2 separate regions of the Arachis hypogaea genome follow, and region 2 is linked to region 1. Evidence: chromatin contacts called from public Hi-C data. All regions are on one chromosome and are shown on one strand. Each heading gives the region's core, a stretch centred on a gene start, on an enhancer-like site or on the middle of the called end of the contact. The rest is flanking DNA. Distances are from core to core; before and after follow the strand shown. Region 1 holds the start of LOC112732674 (general transcription and DNA repair factor IIH helicase/translocase subunit XPB1-like). Region 2 holds the start of LOC112732682 (ubiquitin-conjugating enzyme E2 5).

Region 1 (5,238 bases), core at 1,912-4,411:
AGTCCCTATGACTGGATAAAATTGTAATGATGATAATATGTGGCTCTGCAAAATTGGATTGTGATGAAGGATCTTAGGCTCTATGACCCGATAAAATCGGATACAATGATGTGTGGCTCTACGAAATTGAATTGTGATGAAGGATCCCTATGACCTGAAATAATCGGATATGATGATATGCTTGACCCTTATGTTAGCGAAATGATGTTATTTGGCTTTTTGGACCTATGAATATTGAAGTTTGATGGTATAGTTGACTATATGAAGTTGAAATGGTGAAAGATCACTTGGTTCCAAAATAGAGTTTTCTTTCTTTGATGTGTTCTGCTCATGCTTGAAATTTATTAGAAAAGCCAAATCTAGTTTTTCTCATGCAAGTAAATTTGCATATATAGGCTGCTAATTGCTTCGAGATAATTGAAAGATGTTATAGATAAACAAAAAACAATTTGAGTGATTGAATTCATTGTCAATTTGTTTATACAAAAAAAAAAAAAAAAAAAACATTACACACTCTTTGAATTTGTCATTCCAATTCTCTATACTAATCTATTATGACAACATGTATGCTAATCTATGTCAATTAGTCTCAGAGAGTCTAAGATTCTTCATCAGTCTTAGCTCGAGGGAGATGTGAGTTGGTGGAATACATCTTCACTGCAAGGAATTGTTCAGACCTCCCTTGAGATGATCATATCCAAACTGTTGAATGCCCTGAGAAAATTAATGCAAAAAAAGAAATAGAAGATAAAAGAGAGAGAGCAAATGGTCTCATCATTAGGAACGGAAAGATTCTTCCTTTGTCTTCTAATTATTTCAAAGAATTTCATGATACAAATGTAGGTGAACATTTTGGATACTTTCGGACCTACAAGAGAATTTCTGGAGTGATGTATTGGGAAGGGATGAAAAGAAAAATTCTGCAATACATCAAAGAATGTGAGGTCTGCCGAAGGAATAAGCACCAGACATTGTTACTTGCTAGCCTGTTATAACCATTACCAATTCCCATAAATGTTTGGTCTGATGTATCTATGGACTACATTGGGGGACTACATTGGCTTTGGAAATAGACACTATTTTGGTGGTTGTGAATAGGATGATTAAATATGTTCATTTTTTTAGTCTAGCATACCTTTACACAGTCAAGGAAGTAGTTGATTTGTTTGCCAAAGAAGTGGTGCAACTTCATGGTTTTCTAAATTCAATTGTTCGAGATAAATTATTCAAGAGAAAATTTTAGGATGAGTTTAAGGAAGGTGGGACCACCCTCAAGATGAGTTGAACTTATCATCCACAAATGGAAGGTCAACATGGGTTGTCAATAAATGCTTGGAAACCTACTTAAGGTGTCTTATAGGTTCCAAGCCAAGACAATGGCCTAAATGGCTAGCTGTGGGTAGGACATTAACAAATTGTATGATTAATTGATCAAAACAATTAGAGTCTAGGAGTGAATTATTATTATTTTTTTGGACGTGTAGTGAATTATTTTAATTAGAAGACAACACTACATTCAGAAAGAGTGGAAGGGAGAAGAGCATACTAGCATTCTCTAAAACAGATATATAATAAGTTTTCCTTTGGAACTTAATTTTTGCAAGAACCATTCATTTTTGTTCGACTGATCGTCTATATTCACTTGTTCAGTATCTCATTTGAACGAGTTAGTTCATTAGAGAATTGAGATATAACAATAGCAACAAGTGTTTTAATTTGCAATACTATCTTGCCATAACTACTTTCTCATTCGGAAAATCTTTTTTACAATTCCATAGGAATGAAAGCAAAATGGAAAGTGTCCATAAGAAAAAGAATGAAGTGCCTTCTGTACAAATATGTCTCAACTAATTTATCTACATCCTAATAACATGATCTACATCCCATTCAAGTGAGAATCGATGTTTAGAAAGTCATCCTCATTGCACGGAATTATGAGACCACTCATTGGATGATCATATCCATATTTCTTCAACTTGACTCAACAATTCTTGAAATGAAGGTTGGTTCAAGTATGATATCAGAATCACGAACCGCCTCATGTTGTCTCCAACATAGACTGCAAGGTAGCCTTTTGGTATATCAATTCCCTTGGAAATTGTTTTTGTTGCCCTTTTAATACTTGGAATACGGAAATCCATGTTGTATAGTGGTTTTTTCAAAGAACTTGTATGAGAAATAAGTATTTGAGTTAGGATACTTGAGGATGCAAATGACTTGTGTTAATTTAGAACCCCAAGAAATTTGGTATATATAGATGCTAAGGGAAGTAGGGAATCTTCAAATCAATTTCCAACTGAAATTATTTTTGATGAGTGATAAAGGATCACATGGCATTGTCTTGGAGGTGTTTCTATGGATTGCTAAGTTGAAAAGGATTGCATACCCTACTTTCTGATACAGTGGCTAACAAATTACCCTCTTGAAAGCAAAGACATATGCATAGCATGGGTGACACCAAAAATATGTCCATGCATTAAACCATACATAATCTATTAATAGATATGCTTTAGACATCACACGTCCTCTTTTTCTTTCTCTTTTTCTCTCCCTTAGATTGACATTGATGTTGAAATGCATCTGCGAGGTGCCAACTTATACCAGATTGACTTTGAAAAATACTGTTACAAAGAGAACCAACATAGCATACATGATGACATGCCAGTGTATATATTCATAAAGTTCAAAGCATCCTCCAATCAGACTATAGATTTTGATTTATATATGCATTGAATTCCTTCTTTTTTCTTGGATAAAGATCATACAACAGTTAGATTCCTTTTTATTATTCTGAATTTTTGTAAGAATCATTGTATCATACCAAGAAAGACCAAAAGTGGAAAGTTTGATAATGGTTTTAGCTTCATACTCATGACAGCTGTTATACAAGTCACTGGCCTTTAGTCTATTTGGTTATTTTAGACCTAAAGTTTATTTGATTTGTTAAACTGACATTATTGGAAAGAAGGAAATATAGCAATGAATAAGTGGATTAAGATATCTTCAGATAGCTTCATACTCCCCTCGCATTAGTTAGTGTTTTTGGGCCGGACCGGCCCATGTTGTCATCGGCCCGTTTGTAGGACACGAGCGCGACCAACACCGTCTTCCCCGCCAAAATTCAATAGTATAAATATTAAATACGCAGACATTTTCTGTCGGAAAATTCATTGTCATTTGTCAGTTTTGTTTCTAGTTTCTACTGTCTTCGTTCTGGCTATTTCATTAGTAACTGTAGTTGGTTCATTGTCAAGAAAAGGAGGATATCTAATGGAACACGGCACTTTTCAGTTTTCACCCTTCATTCTAGCTTTCCTGATTTTCTTATCCTGCCGCCAATTCCATTGAAATGCACCGTAATCACACCGTTTCTTTTTCTCTTCTTTTAGTGTTTTGGTATTCTCAGGTGAAAAAGGTCGACCCTCCAAGAAACAGAAAACCGCGAAAGCCGTTAATTCTCTCCTACATCTCTGATATCAGTTCGTTTCTTTCATTCTCGCAAACTTCTGCTGTTTTGCTTACATTGTTTCAAACAGGGAGATGGCGAAAAAAGCATTGACGATGACGGTAATCTTCATTCACCGTCCAATTTTCAATTTCATGCAACCCTACTCTAGGGTTGAGGGGTTTTTGGCGTGAATCAGATGGTAGAACCAAATATTTTAGCAAATTGGAGTTGAAACCAGATAACCTAAATCGCCCTCTCCCTTGTACAAGCATGCTTACGATTTTCTCATTGCCATCACCGAACCTGTCTGCAGGTTCCTTGTTATTGGAATATATAAAAAGATGATGATTCCAGTACAAATATGCAATGTTGTGTTAAACGATTGGTGCTGCACAGACCGGAGTCAATGCATGAGTACAACCTTACTCCGCACTCCTTGTATGCCGCGGTTTCAGTAGGTCCGGAAACAGAAACAATCATAAATGTTTTGACCAAGTTGTCCAAGACCAAGCTTCCCAAAGAGATGATTAAGTTTATACATGATTCCACTGCAAATTATGGCAAAGTGAAGCCGGTGCTTAAGAAGAACAGCTACTTTGTTGAATCTCCTGTTCCTGAGGCATGTAGAAATGTCGGATGCCCCTAGCAAGCAATTTCTGCAAATGCTTTTTTCAGATCTTATGCGGTTCATACTTCAAATTTTTGCAGGTCTTGAAGACATTGCTCAGGGATAAAACTATATCTAGAGCAAGGATTGTTTCTGAGGTGCGTGATCGGATTTTCTTTCTGTTTAATATATTTGGGTGACTTTGGTTTGCCAAAATTGCTATGATTGTATATTATGTCTTTCTTCGTGTATTTGTTTTTCTTCCTCTTCCCCATATATAGGTGAAACTCAAATTCAGTATTGATTTTTATTTTTGTGGGGTACAAATGGGAATGGATTTACAATCAGCAAAGCAGCAGGTGAAATTGAAGGCACTCACGATGAGTTGTTCGATGAAGCAGAAGTAGCAGCTGTAGCTGAAGATAAAGAAGCTCATTCATTTGAAATTGATCCTTCTCAGGTAACATTGGTCAAGCTGTAAAAAGGAATGTGATATTTCTTTTTTGAGCACCTTAATCCATTTGTTTTCTCAACCTGACTGCATATAGCAAGACTTGGAACATAATGGTGCCAGATTATATGTCATTCATGTCCTAAATTAATGCAATAAATTGATTATTTTGAATATAAGAAGGCAAAAATTGAGTATATGAGGTGTCAAAATCCTTCACATGTTCAGTGCTTATAAGAAAGTTGAGATTGTCATTGCAAATGTAACGAAAGCTAATTTGAATATTTGGTTAGATTGTTATTAGAAAACAGGATAGAATTGTTGCAGTTGCTTCAAATCATATATTATATTTGTATGTAGGTTGAAATGGTAAAGCAACGGTGCTTGCTAAATGTATTAAATTATCCCATGTTGGAGGTGTATGACTTCAGAAATGATACAGTGATTATAATTTTTCTGGATCATAATCAATATGTTTATATATGCCAAGCATTGCAACTTTATGGCTTTGGACTTTAAATTAGTTTATCTGCTGCTCATGCAGTTACCCTGTTTTAATGGTGCAGGTGAATCCAGACATTGACATGGAACTAAAGCCTCAAGCACAACCTCGACCACATCAAGAGAAGAGCCTTAGTAAAATGTTTGGAAATGGTAATGCTGATATATTTTGCATGCACATGTATCTTTAAATTTCCTCTCTAGTTAAAAAATAAAAAATAAAAAAATCTT
Region 2 (5,486 bases), core at 1,814-4,313, 340 kb before region 1:
TCTAGTGGCCATAATTTTTATGCTATGGGAATGTGCTTTAAATGTTTGTTTTGAACTATATAGTAATTTATCGGTTTATGTGATTCTTTTCATTCTGAAATAATCAACCATAATTTTTATTATGTTTTATTTATAAGATTGCATTTATTGATTATTTTATGTCATAAATTCAATAAAGTAATGATTACAGTCAGAGAACGGCTAAATTCCAAGATTAAATATAACCATTTCGACTCAATTTAAAAGAAAGGAGAATGAGAGAACAAGTTTAATTAAAACTCTAATAAATGCATTGATATGCAAATCCAGGATGAACGTTCAGAAATTGTAACCTTATATCAGAAAAAGTAATTATCTGAATCATAAATCAATTTACACAACCAACATGGTCCATGGAATAGAAAGAAAGGTTAAAATTTTTCCCTTCAACCTTGAGATTTTGTGTCTTTCAATTCCACTACTCAATAACAAATCATGTACAAGCAACACAGTGAATAATGCAGGTAATGTGAGTGAACATCTAAGGATCAGGTTCCCCCGCAATGGCGTCATCACTAGAGGCATCATATTCTTCTTCACTTAGCTCATCGTCACTCGAATTTTCTTCCTGAGTAGCTCCAATATCTTCTGGCTTGGCATATTTTTCACAATATTCTGTTCATGGATTCTCTCAAGATTAATATACATATAAAAGAAGATGTACATAGAATAGAGTAACAAATTGGGATTGGGTAGACATTAGACTGATATATTCGTCTTTTCAGTCTTTCTCTCAATTGATGCAGGGTCCTAGAATTTAGAATTATACTGGTGCGAAATACTAAATGAGAAGCTGTGAAATTGAACGAATGACAAACATGGCCAATGATATTGTGCAGTTGGCATCTTTCATCATTGCCCTTGTAGCTCAGGATGTATTCTTGGTAGATAGTAGTTAAATGGTAAATGTTGTATTAAACCATATCCGCTTCCACAAACAAAGCGAAAACAAAGATGTTGGCTCTCATTGTAATTAGAAGTTTAGAACTCGTTTTTTATGTCGGTGAAAGGGAGCACTAAGAGAGTAGCAGTAATATGAAACAGCAACTTAAAGATGAATTAATTTGATGAGGAACTCATAACCTAGAACTTGTCAACACATATCATCCCTAACGACGTGTCCCATGATCGACAACAGATTCAACATAATAGCATGATAAGTAGCAAAGCTATATGTTACCACAAGATATTTGGAGCAAGAGATCTCCATTTGAGACCCATTATGCATTGATCCCTAAGGATTGTAACAAAACAGGTCATGCAATTTACCATTACTAAACAACAAAGCAAAAAATCTGCATGACACTGAAATACTAAAAACCAAAATCCTCTTGTAGCAACCCCAAAAGAAAGAAAAATGATAAAGCTCCAGCACAAATCCCAACCTGAAATCTTCTAGCATTTTAAACTAGGACAAGTGTAATAATAATCAATGATAATGAAGAAACGCTCTTACTTATGGTAGAGTGACAGATTACCTCAGTGTTGAGGAAGCATTCTAGAGTTATACCATAGAAACATGACAAGGATTATTACCTTTGACTTTTTGTTCATATGCTGCATGATCTCGCATCATTAAGGCAGCAGCATCACCATTCAACGGATCTGATGCGTTCGGGTACAGAAGAAGTTGAGGAAGAAACACTTCAAACACATTAACAAGGTCTGAGTGGAAATAAGAAAAATGATTACAGAATATTGAGGTGGTGGCTCTATCAAGCAAGGTAAGTACACTAAAAAAATTTCATTTTAACACCAACATATGCAAGGTAAAGCATGATATGACACTATTACTTACCAAACATGGGACTCCAGGTCTGGTTAATAACATCTAAGCAAACTGATCCAGACCTAAAAAAAAAACAGCATCAGTTAGCCACTGAGCTTTGCAAAGTGTTTGTGCAACAGCCAACACAAGTTCCACAGAGGACAATGATTCTGCTTAAACAGGACACAAACAATGAAACTTTTGGACTTTTGTGAAAAACTCACATTTCATCAACATTGGGGTGGTAAATTTTGTTTACAAAACCAATAGAGGGGGACTTATAAGGATAAGCATCAGGTAGCTCCACCCTAATCTTCCACACACCATCTTGATAGGGACCTGCACATGATTCCATAAGAGCAGAAGAAAGGAGAAGGGAAAAAAAATCAGTGTGGAGCACCTTTAAAGTTAACTAGTAGATAACATAATAGATCCTAATAAAATTCATCTTCATTGAGGAGAAAGAATGCTGCAACATCTCTCTACAATTACAAACCCCAGTGCACTAGCCTAATTCAAAACTCAGTAGCTGCTGTTTGAACTGCTGATCTTAAAACACACATAGAGACACAAACTACAAAGCCATGTGAATCTCCAGATTAATGTGAGGAAATTTACAAAAAGTGAAGAAATAAAAGAAAAGAAAATTACTGTCTTTTGGTCCGCGAAATTCTACAAAGAACTCTTGCATGCCATCGTTCATCATTTCCACCTTGTAATCACTCATCATCCTGATGCATATCAATCCAACACCCCAGATGAGAAAAGATAACAACTTTACACAAAAAACTCTTTTCTGAAATCGAAAACAAAAAGAACAAATTACAGACAGTTTCATCAAGTCCATGTCTCGACGTTTGCTTGGAGAAGACATCGTTTTTCTCTTTCTTTCTTCCTTTTTTTTTTTTTTTTTCTGATGGGTACAGAGTGAGTGTGTGTGAATCACTGAATTGTGCAGGGGTGAGAAAGGAAAGAAGCAATAATAATAAGAATAAAGATTTATAGGAAGAAAGAGGCTTACTCCACAGTCACACCCAAAAAGGAAGCAGGGTAAAAGAAATTGTGACCACTCACCACATATGAAATGGCGCAGTAATTTTTTCTTGGGAGTTGCGACATTGTTACTTGGAACAGAATATATATCCATAAAGCTCGCACTTTCGGTGATGCTCTTCAACATATAATCTAATATAATCTACACGTTTCTTTGGGTTCAGCTGGAACTAGAGCCATTCTTTTGTCACTTGACCTAGTTTCATGAATGACAAAAATTTATTAAATCTTTTCAATTTTTACTTTTACACATTTTCTTTTTTTTTTTTCCATAGAATCTCTCAGCCCAATAAGCCAGAGACTAATTCATCGCAAAAACTCTGTTTAAAGATTTATTGCTGACCAATAGATTAGGAAGGTTGAGTCTGGCTGGTCAATGGGGATCACTTTTTATTATTATTTAAATGTGACATTTAGAAAAGCTGAATAAATAAGAGAAGAAGAAAATCTATAGTTGAAACAAAACTCAAATGCCCAATCCAACCAAAAAGTAAAAATAGGAATCAATACATTGATCCAGACTAAAGATATGGTTGATCCCTTACAATCACAATGTTCTTTTCTCTTCTAATCGCATTATGTCTCTCTTAGAAATACATTGATCATCAACCATCTAACACAATGCTCCTACTTTATCCAAACTTGTAACCATCTACAGCAAGAACAAGCTAAGGGTTTGCCCAACGGTCAGACTACAAGACTAGTTTTACAGGAATAAGAATGCAGCCGCCAATAAGCACTGCATAGTTGGTAATCAAAAACACCAGAACAAGCCCAAGTTTTTTCTATCCCTCTGTATGACATCAAAATTCCAGTGTTTGAAAGCATTGAACCACAGAAATGTTTCCTAGACCTCAAAATGGTTCAGACCCGTTTGCATCAAAATCTTTTACTCCAATGTTGTCTTTAATCTAAATCAGTGCATTGCTTATTCAGTGAACACTCCAGGAAATTGGAACCTGGGATTTTGAGAGCTCCCATCCCAAAACCTTCGCTAAAAGATCCGAACTCCACTTCATCTTCATCACTATCAACACTATTTGGAGTCACACGGTTCTGATAGCTTCTTAGTTGAATAAGATACATATTAAAGTAATAACTCACCAAGTCCCTTCTTGTCTTGTCTGGAAAGTATCTTGATTTGTTGCTCCAGAAACACTTGTTTTGAGATGGAAAACTCTGACTCATCAAATCCTTGAATCTCTTTTCATCTTCGATTGTCCATTGAAGTGAAATTTCCTCACCCATGCGATCGAACCCCCAATGATAAAATGCAGAACCCAGGTCACGCCTCAATTTCATCCTTCTTTCAGCAATATGAAATCTAACACACTCAACAGAACCTTTAAAATGGCACTCACAATTGCCTTGTCTTCCTCTCCCTACAAGATCCGTTTCACTTGGAAGATCTAAGTCATGTTTCTGAGGCCATACTCGAGTGCCTAACCACTTTGAGTCACTCTCACAAACTTCACCTGTCCATTCTGGGACATCTGCTTGATAAAGAGGACCCACAGAAACATGCTTTTCCTGGAAATCATTTGCAGACTGTTCAATCACTGTCCTTGCAGTCGATGAATCTACTGTTGCAGTTGTTTTATGCAAGAAACAATTTTCGGCCTCTGTATTGACTGAACTTGTTAATTTTTTCCCATTGGCAGAACCTGAATTGCAACAAGAGCATGTGCGAGATTTAACATGTGCTGGCAGCCTTTCACTACATCTCAGTCTTGGAGAAGAATGGTAACGAGGTGCAACGTGATCCTCGTACATATCAGGGCACATCTTCTGCTTCTGTAAAATATACAGTTAAATGCAACAGCATCATAAATTTAAACATTCCAATTTAAAATCTTGTATCCTATAATAAATGCATAACCATTTATCAGTAATTAAATTTAAAAGTAAGATTCCCTAAAGAATTCATGATCAAGGACATACCATAGTATTAAAAAGATACACATCAAGACCTAACTGCTTCCAAAAGCAACTCTCTAACTCATATCCTTCATGTCATTTACACTTAGTAGGACTTTATTACCAATCTTCTCATTTGGATAAATCGTCTTAGGTGCAATTAGGAGCTTTAATATTCTAATTAATGAGAACTTAGTTTTAACTAAATTTTGAAATTTGTTTCAAAACTAGTTATTTTAATGTAAAAGTATATTAAAGTACATTAAAAATGTTAACAACATAAATAGATCTAGCAGTTTATATCTGAAGCCAACCCATTTAAAGATATATTACTTGTAATTGGAAAGACAGCTGGCTTTTTTCGCTTGAACCTGTACATGGAAAACTGAGATCCTCGAATTCAAATTTGATTAAAAGCTATGGTAATAGTATTGGTGTAATTTCTATGCACATCCCTAACGGAAGTTAAGATCCTAGTGCACAGAGCTTCGTGGAAGGTCGTATGTGTATAACCTACCCCCATGAGCAAAAAAGGCTGTTTCAATGACAAGGACACGTGACCAGCAAGTCACAAGTTACAAAAATTTTGTTAACGCCTCACTTTTTTTTAGCAAACTCTATACTGCAGTTAAAGTTCTTGATGGAAAATTAACACAAATGTTCCCTTTTGTACTAGTTACTGAACGAAAAAAAGGTGACAAACAACAAT

Evidence for each region. A called contact is a pair of places that touch in the nucleus more often than the background predicts.
Region 2: a Hi-C map of an unstated tissue shows a contact between it and region 1, with 4 times the contacts expected there. The contact joins the promoter of LOC112732682 here to the promoter of LOC112732674 in region 1. A contact is called at or near these places in 2 of 8 Hi-C or Micro-C datasets (leaf and an unstated tissue).

What each region holds. Positions count from the first base shown.
Region 1 is chr13:111,033,867-111,039,104 of arahy.Tifrunner.gnm2.J5K5, reverse strand. It overlaps LOC112732674 (general transcription and DNA repair factor IIH helicase/translocase subunit XPB1-like), which reads left to right and starts at 3,161. Exons shown (of 17, transcript XM_072212258.1): 1 at 3,161-3,567; 2 at 3,762-4,067; 3 at 4,157-4,213; 4 at 4,404-4,515; 5 at 5,073-5,160.
Region 2 is chr13:111,370,716-111,376,201 of arahy.Tifrunner.gnm2.J5K5, reverse strand. It overlaps LOC112732682 (ubiquitin-conjugating enzyme E2 5), which reads right to left and starts at 3,063. Exons shown (of 6, transcript XM_025781428.3): 1 at 2,638-3,063; 2 at 2,459-2,538; 3 at 2,032-2,146; 4 at 1,838-1,890; 5 at 1,576-1,704; 6 at 268-654. The coding sequence starts at 2,987. The coding sequence ends at 521. It overlaps LOC112732681 (AT-rich interactive domain-containing protein 2), which reads right to left. Exons shown (of 2, transcript XM_029291674.2): 2 at 3,352-4,654. The coding sequence ends at 3,767.